3 separate regions of the Mus musculus genome follow, and regions 1 and 3 are each linked to region 2. The links are chromatin contacts, called in public HiChIP or PLAC-seq and promoter capture Hi-C maps. All regions are on one chromosome and are shown on one strand. The core of a region is the stretch at or near the end of the contact, and the rest is flanking DNA. Distances in the headings are between cores, read along the strand shown.

Region 1 (4,463 bases), core at 1,844-4,343, 470 kb before region 2:
ACCATTAATTCTTCTAGTAAATTATATCTATAAAACACGGACATAAAAGTTAATGCAGCCTGGACAAGTTCGAATTGCTACAAATTGCCATAAGCACTGAGGAAATGTGAACTAATGAGATTTCTGTGGATGCTGGCTTCTTGCTTTTTTTTTTTTTTTCTAATATTCTGTGATGGTAAGGAGTTAAGACATACATTCAAATATTGAACTCTTAGCTATTTTCGGAGGCTAATGTAAAGGCTATTTTTGTACTAGTTAAGAAAGGAAATTAGAGTCGGTAACCAATTTATGTAACCTTTGCCCTAATGGATGAAGTTTGCAGGATATAGCAGGTATAGACTGGAATCTACCAGATAATCGTGCCAGTGTATCTATTTGTACATTTAGACACTCTCCTGTGCTGGGGCAATCTAATAGAGAAACTCTGCTCTGTGATTCTAGGTATCTGAAGATTTGAATAATAACAGTCACACACACACACTCACACACACACACACACACACACACACACACACACACAATATAACAATAATCAAGCTCTTTCTATTTGCTAAATATTTTATGTTCCTTAATTCAAAGTGTCTCTTCAATAGATTTACAGGTAGATACCATTGTCAAACCCACTTATAGATGACAAACTTAAAGTTGAGAGAAGGTTAAGTAGCTTGTCACACAGCTAAAGACTGACACAGTTCGACTCCACAGCCCAGCATCCTAAGCAATGCCTGCCCCAGAGAAAGATAGGGCTCATGCATACACACACACACTGATACTGGTCTTTTAACCAGTAGTTCCATTGCACTGGGTATCAACAAGCTAGCTAAAACTCCCAGGTTGAAAAGATCATGTTGAGAAGCAGTGCATAGAAAATACTTATCCAAATAATTTTCTTTAGGAAAATTCTAAGTATTTTCAATACATCCTTACAAACATAGGTTTTTTGACCTGATTGCACAGAATTACTCAGCCCCATTGGGATCTGGTAGCCAGAGCTAGGTTCACATCCCATTGAGGGGGAGCAGCCACTTGGGGGGACGATCTCTATACCAGAAGGAGGTCAGAGGTAAAAGAGTGCTAGAGACTCCCTCGGATAACCTGAATTGGCATTCAGAAAATAATCAATGTTCTCATTTTATTTGAAAAAAATCAGGAATGGTAAAGGAAAGAAGCACTGAGAACCAGTCATTGTTTTAAAAAAAAGGTGTGTGTGTGTGTGTGTGTGTGTGTGTGTGTGTGTGTGTGTACTCTGACAATCTGGGTTGCATGGATAATACCTTTATGGTCAAGTCCTATGAGCAAAGCCATCCAACCCCATGAACAAAGCCAGCCAAGGGTGACAAGCAAAGACTCATGCCACCTATCAGTTCTCCATGGGCGTGGCCCTTGTTTCCACTCAAGAGAATCACCTCATTCTTCTGTGGAGATACAGCCCAAAAGCATTTCAAGGCAGGCAGTGGTCAGCACAGAGAAGAAACAAAGGAGCATCATAGATCCTTGGAAGAGAGCCCGTCTTGCCATGGCAACAACATGCCTCCCTGAAGCCTGCCTGTGGTCCAAATGGTTCAGCTTACTTCCATGGTGGTTTTCAGGGATGGAGGAATTGGTCCAGTGGGTAAAGAGCTTGTTCTGCAAGCATGAAGGCCTGAGTTTAGATGTCCAGAACCCACACAAAAGCCAGGCACCATGGCAATGGGGTACAACCTTCACTGCTGGGAGTGACAGAAATATGAGGACCCCTGGGGTTCACTGGCTAGATAACACAGCAGAATCAGTGAGCTCCAGGTTCAAAGAAAGACTATTTCTTAGAGAAACAATTAAGATATCCTATGCTGACCTCTGCATGCATGCACTACCCACACATAAACACACCCTGAAGACACACACACACACACACACACACATACACACACACACACATAGTGCACCCCCTACATCCCTGCCGTCTCCTTCCCCCCAACCCCAACACACAGCACATTGTAGACCACAATGAGCCATCACTCCAAGGTATATCTCCTTACTTGAACTCCTGCCCAAGAGGGAACAGGAAAAGAATTTGGGGAAGAGAAACAGATACCTAGCATGTACTAAAAGATGGGGATGCCATATATTTTGAACTTCTCCTGATGAGTAGCATCTCGGCTGGACTTGGGGAAGAACAAGGGGAAGCAGGGTGGCAATGGAATAGTGTAAGGAGAGTCAGACCGGGGCTGAGGTGGATACAAAGAAAGAACTTTGGACCATGAGAGAAGCTTCACAGAAGAGGCAGGTGCAGAAGGCAATGGCAGACACCCACAAAGCCACCGCTACGTTGACACCCCCAGTTCCCCTCACTTCCTACTCCATCGGAAGCACTGATTTCATATCTCTTGGAGGCACAGTATGTGAAGCAAGGATGTGTGAGAGGAGGGTTGTTTTGCATCTCCCAATAATAGCGTTTCCATTCGGTACCTAAATAAACAATCTATTTTAGTGTCTCCCCTTTGATATCTCGAATGTTCCCTCCTGTTATTTCTGGCAGCTCTCAGTCCTGTGATGTGATTAGAGGGGACGATCACACTTACATAACAGGCATAACAGCGTCAAATTAATTTGCCTCCGAGAACAACGGGCGGGCGGGCGGGCGGGAGGCAGTCACTGGTGCTCTCTGATGGGTCCCCGCCCCCACCGCCTCTCCTTGATTTAAGTGACTTCAGGGGATTAGAGTGAAGTCGGTCAGTAGAGCGATGCTGGGGAAACAGCCCTAACATCCAGTCTGACCTTGTAAACTGAAAAGAGGCGCACAATAAATAAGCAAGGTTCTGTCTCCATGCCTGGTGCAGGAGGCACGGTGAGTCACCACCGACCGAGCAAACACACTTCCTGCATCCAAAGAAAGAAACTTCGAGAAACTTCCGTCTATTTTCTGAAGCTATGTCCAGCTGACCGAGGGTGGTCTAAGGTGTTTGAGATCTGGATTTATGATTTTTTTTTTTTTGCTTTTCTTTATGGCCCCTTATAAAAATGAAACATTTAAAGGCTGCCTTGGCTTTTTACTCTAGAAGCCTCGGCCATAAAAGCAGAGGCAAGTATTGTTTCCGGTTTTCTAAACTATGTGACAGCAGCTCTGAAAAATGCAGTCCAGGAGCCTGCCAAAGGCCAGAGGTTTACAAAGGAGGGTGATGGTGATGTGGGGGTTCGGTGGGGGAGAAGGGAGATGTATTAGTCCTGTGTTAGTTAGCTCTATACCACCCTTAACCATTTTAGTTCTCTGGGTCTGGGCTTTCTTATCCAGGAAAGTAGATATGACATTTCCTTTTTCATTTCTCTTTAAACAATTGGTTTTCACTCATCCTTTTGTCTAGTTTATCCATTCAGCCAACAGATAATTATTGAACACAAATCTGTCAGAGCTGGGTTTATCAGCTGAGGTGGTCTTGGCCCCAAGTGCTCAGGTCCCAGTTGGGGGTAAATATGAAAATAGTCACCTTGCTTTGCCAGGAGGGCTGGGAATAAACCCTGACCCCGCCACTCTTCATCTGTTATTGCTATTAAGTCTCACAATCGGGGATGGAAAGACTGCTCTGTGGCTAAAGTGCTTGCTTTGCAAATATGAAGACCTGAGCTTAGATCCCCAGTACCCAAATAAAAAGCTCTGTGTGGTCCTGACTGCTCTATCAGCCAAGTGCTGGGAAATCCTCCACACTTCTTGGCCAGTGAATCTATCCTGGTGAGTTCTAGGGAAATGAGAGGCCCCATCTCAAAGGAAGGGCATGGTGCACCTGAGTGTGACACTTGAGGGCATCCTCTGCTCCCTCCATACACTCCTAAAAATATTGAATCTCATAACTGCAGTGAAAGCAGAGATTTCAACCACCGCTAGTTTACAGCCAGGGAAACTAAGCCCAGAGCCATTGTATAACTCTGTGTCAATTCATGTTTGTGAATGACAAGACTAGAATTCAAAGCCATTGTTCATGGCCCCGTATTCATTCTCCACTATAAGAAGAGATGTTACAATAAGTACTACCAGCCATGACTAGAGTTGAATCATCACACCAATGAAAAGTATTATTGTTTGTTAACCATCTCATTGATTAAGCTGGCTGATATCCCCCTTGGCAATGGCTTCTTGGCAAAGGCAAATAGCAGATTTCTGAAATGACAGGAACTCTACAGACAGCAGTGGATCGCGGGATCAGCGAGGGGAGGCTCTAGGACCCCAAGGATGCCTAAGCCTCTCATAGAAGACTCTCTGGACTACTTCTAATGCCCACTACGTGTGAATGTTAAGTAGATGTTAGACTATATTGTTTAAGCAACAAATAGAAGAAGCAAAGGTTGGTATGTGTTCAGGACACACACAACACTTGACCAAATATTTTCAATCTGTGGTTGGTTGAATCTGTGGGCCCAAAAATGTCACTTTATAGAGGGACAACTGTATTTTAAGACTTAAGAAGTGTGTGTGTGTGTGTGTGTGTGTG
Region 2 (3,836 bases), core at 459-2,958:
GGAGGGGAGAATACTGTAAAACAGCCAGCACATGATCAGCCATGTTCCTACCTCCAACTAACACATCCAAGAGGAAGGGAGGGGCTCTCGGTCCCCCCTTCGTCTCCCCACAGACCCCATAGCCGCCAAACCTGGCTGGAGAGATCCACTCTGTCCCAAGCCCCTGGGTGGCTCGCAGGAGCCTGCTTCCTCCGGAGTGACAGGCGTGATTTATACATTATTTACAACAGTAATTAAAGCTGCAGCTTCCTCCTGCTCTTTGCAAACTCCAGGAGCATTCAAATAAATAATCCCCCACCCCCGAAGGAGGGGGTGGGGATCCCACAGCAGCTTCTGACACCTTTAAGAAAGAAGTCAGCTCCCCCCACCCGCGCTCCCCCGGTTAGACCACTTTTGGAAAACGACCGGAGAGGAGCAAGCACCCTTGTCTCCCCAGGTCCTCTCTTTCACACACTCCAGACACCAACACAAAATGAACCAAAGGCCCAGGAAGGGCTGCCTCCTTAGCCCTGGCCAACCAGCACTCAACTCCGATCAACCCCAGGTTCCGGCAGAAACGCTGGGCATCGCGGCGAGCGGAGGATTCCCAGAGCAGAAATAAGTTTGGGTGCTTTTCTCGGCTTTCTCTCTCGGCTTGTTTGCCTCGCAGCCGCTCCCTCCAATCGCGCGTGGAGCGCCCCACTCCACCATTGCCCTCCCTCCGCGCGCTGCACACGCCCCCTGCCAGCCTCCTCTAGGACTGCGGGCTCCGAACCCACGGCTACAAAGTTGCGCTTCTTCCTTTTGCCCGGCGGGGAAAATCAACTCCACAACATCCCGCGCGCTGGGACCCGGATCTCTCTGCCTTGTCCTCCAAGCCTACCCCCAAGAGCTGCAGAAGAGAAGCTGCCCGCGTCGCCCCCCTTCCGCCCCCTGAGACTTCTAGGTCTCTCACTCCTCCCGAACCTCCAAGCTTTTCCGGGAGAGGGAGGATTCGAACACTTCTCGATTCCTACCGCGGGGTGGTGGGGATGGGTATGAGGGAAACTGTCAAAAGCAGAAAAGGTAACCGAGAAAGCGAGTAGCCACAAACAGACCCCCTCCCCCTTCTTAAAAGGACACTACCGCTTTAAAAGTTTCTTTACCCCCACTCCCCCATCTCGGTTTCTTTTTGGTGGGGGGAATCGTATTTAATTTGGATAGCTCTTCTTTGCAGAAAATAAAACATGCAATCAAGGGGGAGGTGGGGTTGGAGTCGTCTGGCTGTCAACGCTCGGGTCCGTCCCCCATTGCCCTCTCCCGCAAGCCCAGCACTGGCTTGCAAAAGTTTGCAACATTTGTGGGGGGCCGCGGGGGGAGGGGCGGGGGTGCCGGTCGCTCAGGGCACCACGATAGGCTCGCGCGCGCGTGCACCGGTCCCGGGGACCCCGCGTGTCGCCCGCTCCCCGAGCGCGCGCTCCCCCGGGGTGCCTGGTCCCCTCCGGGCTCGGCGCACCGCTCCCGCCGCCCCCCTGCCCGGAGCCTGGTCGCAGCGTCTCCTACCTCGGCTGGAGCTCGCATAGCTCTGCCTGCGCCCCGCGCCCGGTGCCTCGCTCTTGCGGCCCGTGTCCTGGGTCAGCGGGGTCTCCCTGGAGCCCGCGGCCGCCTCCGAGCCGCTGCTGCCCGGTTCGCTGGCGGCGGGGTCGGGGGCTGCCGGAGCTGACTCCATGTTTTTTTTCCCAATGTAGAGATCGGCGGAGATGGCGAGCTCCGAGACTCCCTCTATCTTCTGTTTTCAGAGCGACTCTATGGTACCAAAAAAAAAAAAAAAAAAAAAGGAAAAGGAGACGGGCGAGAGCAGGAGGGACCTAGCCAGGCGAGAGCGCGAGCGAGCGCGCGAGTGGCGGTGGACGCGTGTGCGGCCGAGAGGGGACGTGAGGCGGGTTTGGCCACAGGCAGCGCTAGCGAGAGCGTCTCCAGCCGGCCCCCGCACCCACACTCTCCACCCTCCAGACCCCAGACCGGGAGCTACACAAGGCTGCCAAATTTGGGAGGTGGAGAAGAGGGAGGGAGGAGAAAGATGGGGTGCCTCCTGCGCCCCGATCCTCCCTCTCCTCTTTAACCCAGCTACAGAAAGGATCGGTCGGCGACGTGTGGCTCTGTCTACTTTTGAGATTCCCTCGGGGGCAGTAACTCGGTGTCTCCTATCCGCAGCCAGCTTGGGAGGAGGAGACAAATCCGGTTATCCGCGTTGGGGCACTCGCTGGTAACTGCAGCTCTCTGCAAGCTCGGTCCGAGGCTGGGGAAAACTAAAAGGGAATTAGAAGCTGACTGACAACCCTCTGGAAGGAGGAAGGTGGGAGGACCAGACGACAAACTTGGCGCTTTTTACTTTGGGATGGGACAGTCTGGGGTTTCCAGTCTTAGATATGACTGAGTCTAAAATAAATTTTGTGATTGTAGGATGCATATGTCTAGCCAGTAACTAGTGTTATGGGAAGAGGTCTCTTTCAAGCTCTTTTGCCGTGTTTTTTTTTTTTTTTTTTTTTCCTCCATGAAGGATCCAGAAACTGTTTGGCAGGCCACTATTTTGTGAAGAAAACTTTGGTCAGTTTGGTGAAGGACTTCTGAACCCATGAAAGGGGCCTAGCTGCATCTGAACTCCAGTGTGTCTGCTAGTTTCCTATTCCCACTGGTATTTTTGCTATTAAATGCACAGGCTCATCTACAGCAGACAGACATCCTGGAGAGGTATTAATAACGTCTGGATAATAAAAAAAATCCAGATAATTAACGAGTCTTATCTTTATAAGGCATGATTCTGAGCTTAACTCCCTTTGGAGCACACCCATCTACTAGCTGATACTTAAGGAAAGCTGAGAATTAAGTGCTTACCTCTACCCCAAACTCCAGTAGGAAATATCAGCACTAATAGGCTGGGTGGTGAATATCCTTATGTGAGAGCTGGCTTCTCTGTCTCAATAATGAAGCCACCATTTCCTTTTATTTCTGAAGATGCTAATGAAATCAGTTCATTTTTACACCCCCACCTTCCTTCCAGAAAACCTGAAAAATTTAACAACACAAATATTATTATCTACCAGAAGGTGGCAAAAATAAGTGTGTTTCAGGGGTGTGCGGTGGGGGGAGAATGGGGAGACATTGTACTTTGCTAATTTTCTGGTTTGGAAAATGCTTTTTTTAAAAAAAAAAAAAAGGATAAATCTAGTTAAATAGTTTAAGAAGGCTCCTCCCACACCCCCTGCCAGTTGCTGTTGATTGGTTATGTGGATTGGATTCAAGCACACAGTGATCTTTGCCATGGCCTGTGTATTCACCTGCCTAGCTGTGGCCCATTCTTCCAGATGATCTGGATGGGATGTGAAGGCTTCTAACACCTAAATCTGAGCTCTGCAATGATCCCTGGCCATAGACTATCCGCTGGTGCCTGTACACAGTGCTATAATGGTCTCCTCTATCTCAAATCAGATGGGTGGATTCCCCAGACTCATTTTCTGAGTAGCATCTACTCTCAGGACTTTCTATTGGTTAGCCTGTTGCTGATGTTCTTGCACCATCACATTTGACTTCTCTAAGTCTAAACAAACACTTCAAAGCACACAGCTTAATAGACAACTTCCTCTGGGACAGAAGTCTCAAAATACATCTGCTGGTTGTCTTAGAATATTGTTTTATTTTTTTTATTTTTATTTTAAGTTGTTACTTGAAACAGAGTTACATCACTCTCCTGTTTATTTTTTTACTCCAGCTCCTCCTAGTAACTCCCCCTCCCATTCCCACTCCTACCCCCCCCAAAAAAAGCTCTTGGTCTTTGATTACATTTGTTGCATATATATGCACGTGTGTAAACACAAATA
Region 3 (4,150 bases), core at 11-2,510, 410 kb after region 2:
AAGTCAGTACTGCAATTAATTTACTGTCACAAGCCACCAAAATATTTATAGCTATTTTCCAAAGCTTAATGCAGATAGAAAGTGGTTTTCACAAATAGCAATTAAATACATCACTGATGTTAATTATAATAATTTGCATTAATAGAGAGGAAGTGATTTTAATTTCCTTGCCAAAGATCACAGATTGCTGACTATGCTCTATACTTTAGGTGAAATTATCTCTTCAGCCATTGATCATGAGGGTCAGGTGGCTGGCAGGATTTGTGGTAATTCAGCTAGTTTGTGTGTGTGTGTGTGTGTGTGTGTGTGTGTGTGTGTGTGTGTGTTGGGGAGTGAACCCTAGACCTTGTGGTTTCTAAGCTAAGCTCTACTACTGAGCTATATTCCCAGCCAGTTATTATGATTCTAAGGATATCAGCTTCGAGGATATTCAACCCAGTAGATGCAGTTAGACCTCCTCTGCCTATACACAGAGAGGAGAGACTTGTTTTATTTTTGATTCGTGGACTATCTGAACATAATAACTAGAACTTGAACATGTACTTTACTTCTGAGAGCCTTCTTACATGACATAAGTTGACCTTCCTCAGACTTCTCCTGATTTAACTTTCAACTTTATATTGTCCCTTGGGTCCGACACGGTGATCCTTAAAACAAGGTCAGCCATTTTGAAAATACGGCTGCTAAGGAGCCTGGGTGAGTTTGGTACAAGAAATGCTTGGCTTCACTGTGAAAGCACTTCAAAGCCATCTTCCTGTACGGTGGCTGTGTTCTGGGCTGGAAGGAATAGGACTTTCCTAATTGAAACAATGGAGTTAATTAGTGGGGAGAAATGCAATTCCCCAAATTAAGTTCTGGCAAGGGCATTTTGATTCAGAATTGCCAAGAAATCCTCAATGGCTGCTTCTCTACTAGCAAAGCAGAATGTCCCCTGGCGTGGACTCCAGAGAATATGGACAATGGGGGTATTCTCTAAAAACATCAAGCCACACACTGGAAAGTTAAAAAATACAAATAAATACAACTACAAAAAACTATGTTGGAATATGTACCTTGTCAGTGAAGTAATACTTGCTAAAATTATAATATTAATCACAAATAGTTACTTAGACCAAATAGGCAATCATTCTGCCATATCTGAGTTATTGGCATTGTCTCACTGGCTTTGGTTGGCTAAGACATCTTGTCTCACATAGAAGAAGGGCTAGAGGTATGTAATTAGCTGCAGGTGTGAAGCAGGAGTACCACCACTCACATAAGAATTAGTGAACTAATAGTGGGTGTTCCCATGACTCACTCCAAGGGATCCCTTTCTGTTGAGTATAGTGGTAAAACAGTGTGACACACTTTCAGCCTAAGGAATTAGTCACCAATTCAAAAACAAGGCTGAGAACCAGAGGTTCCATTTAATGATTTCTTTTTTTTTTTTTCCATTTTTTATTAGGTATTTAACTCATTTACATTTCCAATGCTATACCAAAAGTCCCCCATATCCACCCACCCCCACTCCCCTGCCCACCCACTCCCCCTTTTTGGCCCTGGTATTCCCCTGTACTGGGGCATATAAAGTTTGCAAGTCCAATGGGCCTCTCTTTCCAGTGATGGCCGACTAGGCCATCTTTTGATATATATGCAGCTAGAGTCAAGAGCTCCGGGGTACTGGTTAGCTCATAATGTTGTTCCACCTATAGGGTTGCAGATCCCTTTAGCTCCTTGGCTACTTTCTCTAGCTCCTCCATTGGGAGCCCTATGATCCATCCATTAGCTGACTGTGAGCATCCACTTTTGTGTTTGCTGGGCCCCGGCATAGTCTCACAAGAGACAGCTACATCTGCGTCCTTTCAATAAAATCTTGCTAGTGTATGCAATGGTGTCAGCGTTTGGATACTGATTATGGGGTGGATCCCTGGCTATGGCAGTCTCTACATGGTCCATCCTTTCATCTCAGCTCCAGAAAATCAAATAACCCCATTAAAAAATGGGGCTCAGAACTGAACAAAGAATTCTCACCTGAGGAATACCGAATGGCAGAGAAGCACTTGAAAAAATGTTCAACATCCTTAATCATCAGGGAAATGCAAATCAAAACAACCCTGAGATTCCACCTCACACCAGTCAGAATGGCTAAGATCAAAAATTCAGGTGACAGCAGATGCTGGCGAGGATGTGGAGAAAGAGGAACACTCCTCCATTGTTGGTGGGAGTGCAGGCTTGTACAACCACTCTGGAAATCAGTCTGGCGGTTCCTCAGAAAACTGGACATAGTACTACCGGAGGATCCAGCAATACCTCTCCTGGGCATATATCCAGAAGATGCCCCAACAGGTAAGAAGGACACATGCTCCACTATGTTCATAGCAGCCTTATTTATAATAGCCAGAAGCTGGAAAGAACCTAGATGCCCCTCAACAGAGGAATGGATACAGAAAATGTGGTACATCTACACAATGGAGTACTACTCAGCTATTAAAAAGAATGAATTTATGAAATTCCTAGCCAAATGGATGGACCTGGAGGGCATCATCCTGAGTGAGGTAACACATTCACAAAGAAACTCACACAATATGTATTCACTGATAAGTGGATATTAGCCCCAAACCTAGGATACCCAAGATATAAGATATAATTTGCTAAACACATGAAACTCAAGGAGAATGAAGACTGAAGTGTGGACACTATGCCCCTCCTTAGATTTGGGAACAAAACACCCATGGAAGGAGTTACAGAGACGGAGTTTGGAGCTGACATTTAATGATTTCTAATAAGCATTAGTTCATGTTCTTCAGATATGAGTTTAAAATTCCCCACCCTTTTCCCAGGAAAGATCCCTTTTAATTCTTTCAAGTCTCTCAATTTATATGAAGGGAAGAGAAGAAGACAGACACTAAAAAGTTGTCTCAGTCAGTACTGAACATTAGGCCTTGTTCACTGCCAGATTTTGAGAATTCTACTGGGGTGTTAGTCAAACAACTCATTGGATAATAGAGGTACTAGCTTCTTTCCTGTTGCTATGATTGATTGATATGTTATAGATAGATAGATAGATAGATAGATAGATAGATAGATAGATAGATTAGATATGTTAGATATGATAGAGAGATGAGGAGGAGGAAAAGAAGCAAGGACAGAAGGAAGGAAGAAAGGAAGGAAAGAAGGAGGGAAGGAAGGAAGGAAGGAAGGAAGGAAGGAAAGGAAAGGAAAGGAAAGGAAAGGAAAGGAAAGGAAAGGAAAGGAAAGGAAAGGAAAGGAAAGGAAAGGAAAGGAAAGGAAAGGAAAGGAAAGGAAAGGAAGGAAAGGAAGGAAAGGAAGGAAAGGAAGGAAAGGAAGGAAAGAAAGGAAAGGAAGGAAAGGAAGGAAAGGAAGGAAAGAAAGGAAAGGAAGGAAAGGAAGGAAAGGAAGGAAAGGAAGGAAAGGAGAGGAAGGAAAGGAAGGAAAAAGGAAGGAAAAAGGAAGGAAGAGAAGAAAGAAATTTGGTTTACAGTTCTAGAGGATATGGTCCACCATGGTGAAGAAGCCTGACACCAGAAGTCATGAGGCCAGCCTGGCAGGCAAGAAGCAAAGAGAGAACAGGAAGAGTGTCCAGCCTATAAAACATTCAAGCTCAGACTTGTTGACCTACTTCTTCTGTAAAGATTTCACCTAAAAGTTCCACAAATTTCCCAAACAGCACTAGCAGCTTGGGACTAAGTGCTCAAACAGAGAGACCTATGGAGGACAGTTCACACTCAAATCACAGCAATGGAAAAGCCTGTGTCCAGTGTGAGAGCTGTAGGAGGACTCATGGGAGACAGGGAATCATGGGAAATTCCTATCCCAAGAGACTGGCCCACCTATCTTGTATCTCATGGGCCAAGAGTAAAGGAATGTTTTCAAAGGGCAAGCCAGGTCAAGGGATCTTTATTTAGCAGGGCACAGGGCTATCTAACCAGAGACAGAGAAAGATCAGAGGGAAAAGCCAAGCACAACAGCCAGAGAGGTGAGGCCAAACAAGGCTCTGTTTCATGAAACAAGATGCAAGGGAGATCAAAAGGAGGCAGTAAGGAGGACTTGAGAGTGATGATTTATCAAAACTAAGATGCCAAATGTGATCAAGCTCCCAAGGCTGAATCTAAGCACACCAATTCAACTGCCTGGAAGGGCATGCAACATT

The links. Promoter capture Hi-C pulls out the DNA fragments that hold promoters and counts their contacts. HiChIP or PLAC-seq counts read pairs in DNA pulled down with a chosen protein or histone mark.
Region 1: a promoter capture Hi-C map of hippocampal neurons shows a contact between it and region 2, with 2.1 times the contacts expected there. The contact joins the enhancer-like site here to the promoter of Rora in region 2. A contact is called at or near these places in 3 of 39 promoter capture datasets (the 3T3-L1 cell line, hippocampal neurons and pre-B cells), 2 of 484 Hi-C or Micro-C datasets (cerebral cortex and nephron progenitors) and 1 of 115 datasets of contacts at active chromatin or transcription factors (forebrain).
Region 3: a contact with region 2 is called in an H3K4me3 HiChIP or PLAC-seq map of forebrain, with 5 times the contacts expected there. The contact joins the enhancer-like site here to the promoter of Rora in region 2. A contact is called at or near these places in 2 of 39 promoter capture datasets (the 3T3-L1 cell line and hippocampal neurons), 8 of 115 datasets of contacts at active chromatin or transcription factors (cardiomyocytes, craniofacial prominence, embryonic limb bud and 4 more) and 3 of 9 other capture datasets (adipose tissue, liver and pancreatic islet).

The regions. Positions count from the first base shown.
Region 1 is chr9:69,123,836-69,128,298 of GRCm38.p6, reverse strand. The region is part of intron 1 of Rora (RAR-related orphan receptor alpha); the gene reads right to left. Among named protein-coding and RNA genes, the nearest start is that of Gm46153, 180 kb to the left of the region's middle. Within about 2 kb of position 3,093, at least 116 of the 459 cell types and tissues checked have an H3K27ac peak or open chromatin away from gene starts, as enhancers often do. A contact at or near this core is called in cerebral cortex, forebrain, hippocampal neurons and 1 more, where this site is marked.
Region 2 is chr9:68,651,658-68,655,493 of GRCm38.p6, reverse strand. Rora (RAR-related orphan receptor alpha) reads right to left here and starts at 1,708. Exons shown (of 11, transcript NM_013646.2): 1 at 1,522-1,708. The coding sequence starts at 1,687. Gm31325 (a long non-coding RNA gene) reads left to right here and starts at 1,703. Exons shown (of 2, transcript XR_379584.1): 1 at 1,703-1,769; 2 at 2,086-2,427.
Region 3 is chr9:68,236,406-68,240,555 of GRCm38.p6, reverse strand. No RefSeq gene overlaps it. Among named protein-coding and RNA genes, the nearest start is that of Gm22382, 42 kb to the left of the region's middle. Within about 2 kb of position 1,260, at least 7 of the 459 cell types and tissues checked have an H3K27ac peak or open chromatin away from gene starts, as enhancers often do. A contact at or near this core is called in forebrain, where this site is marked.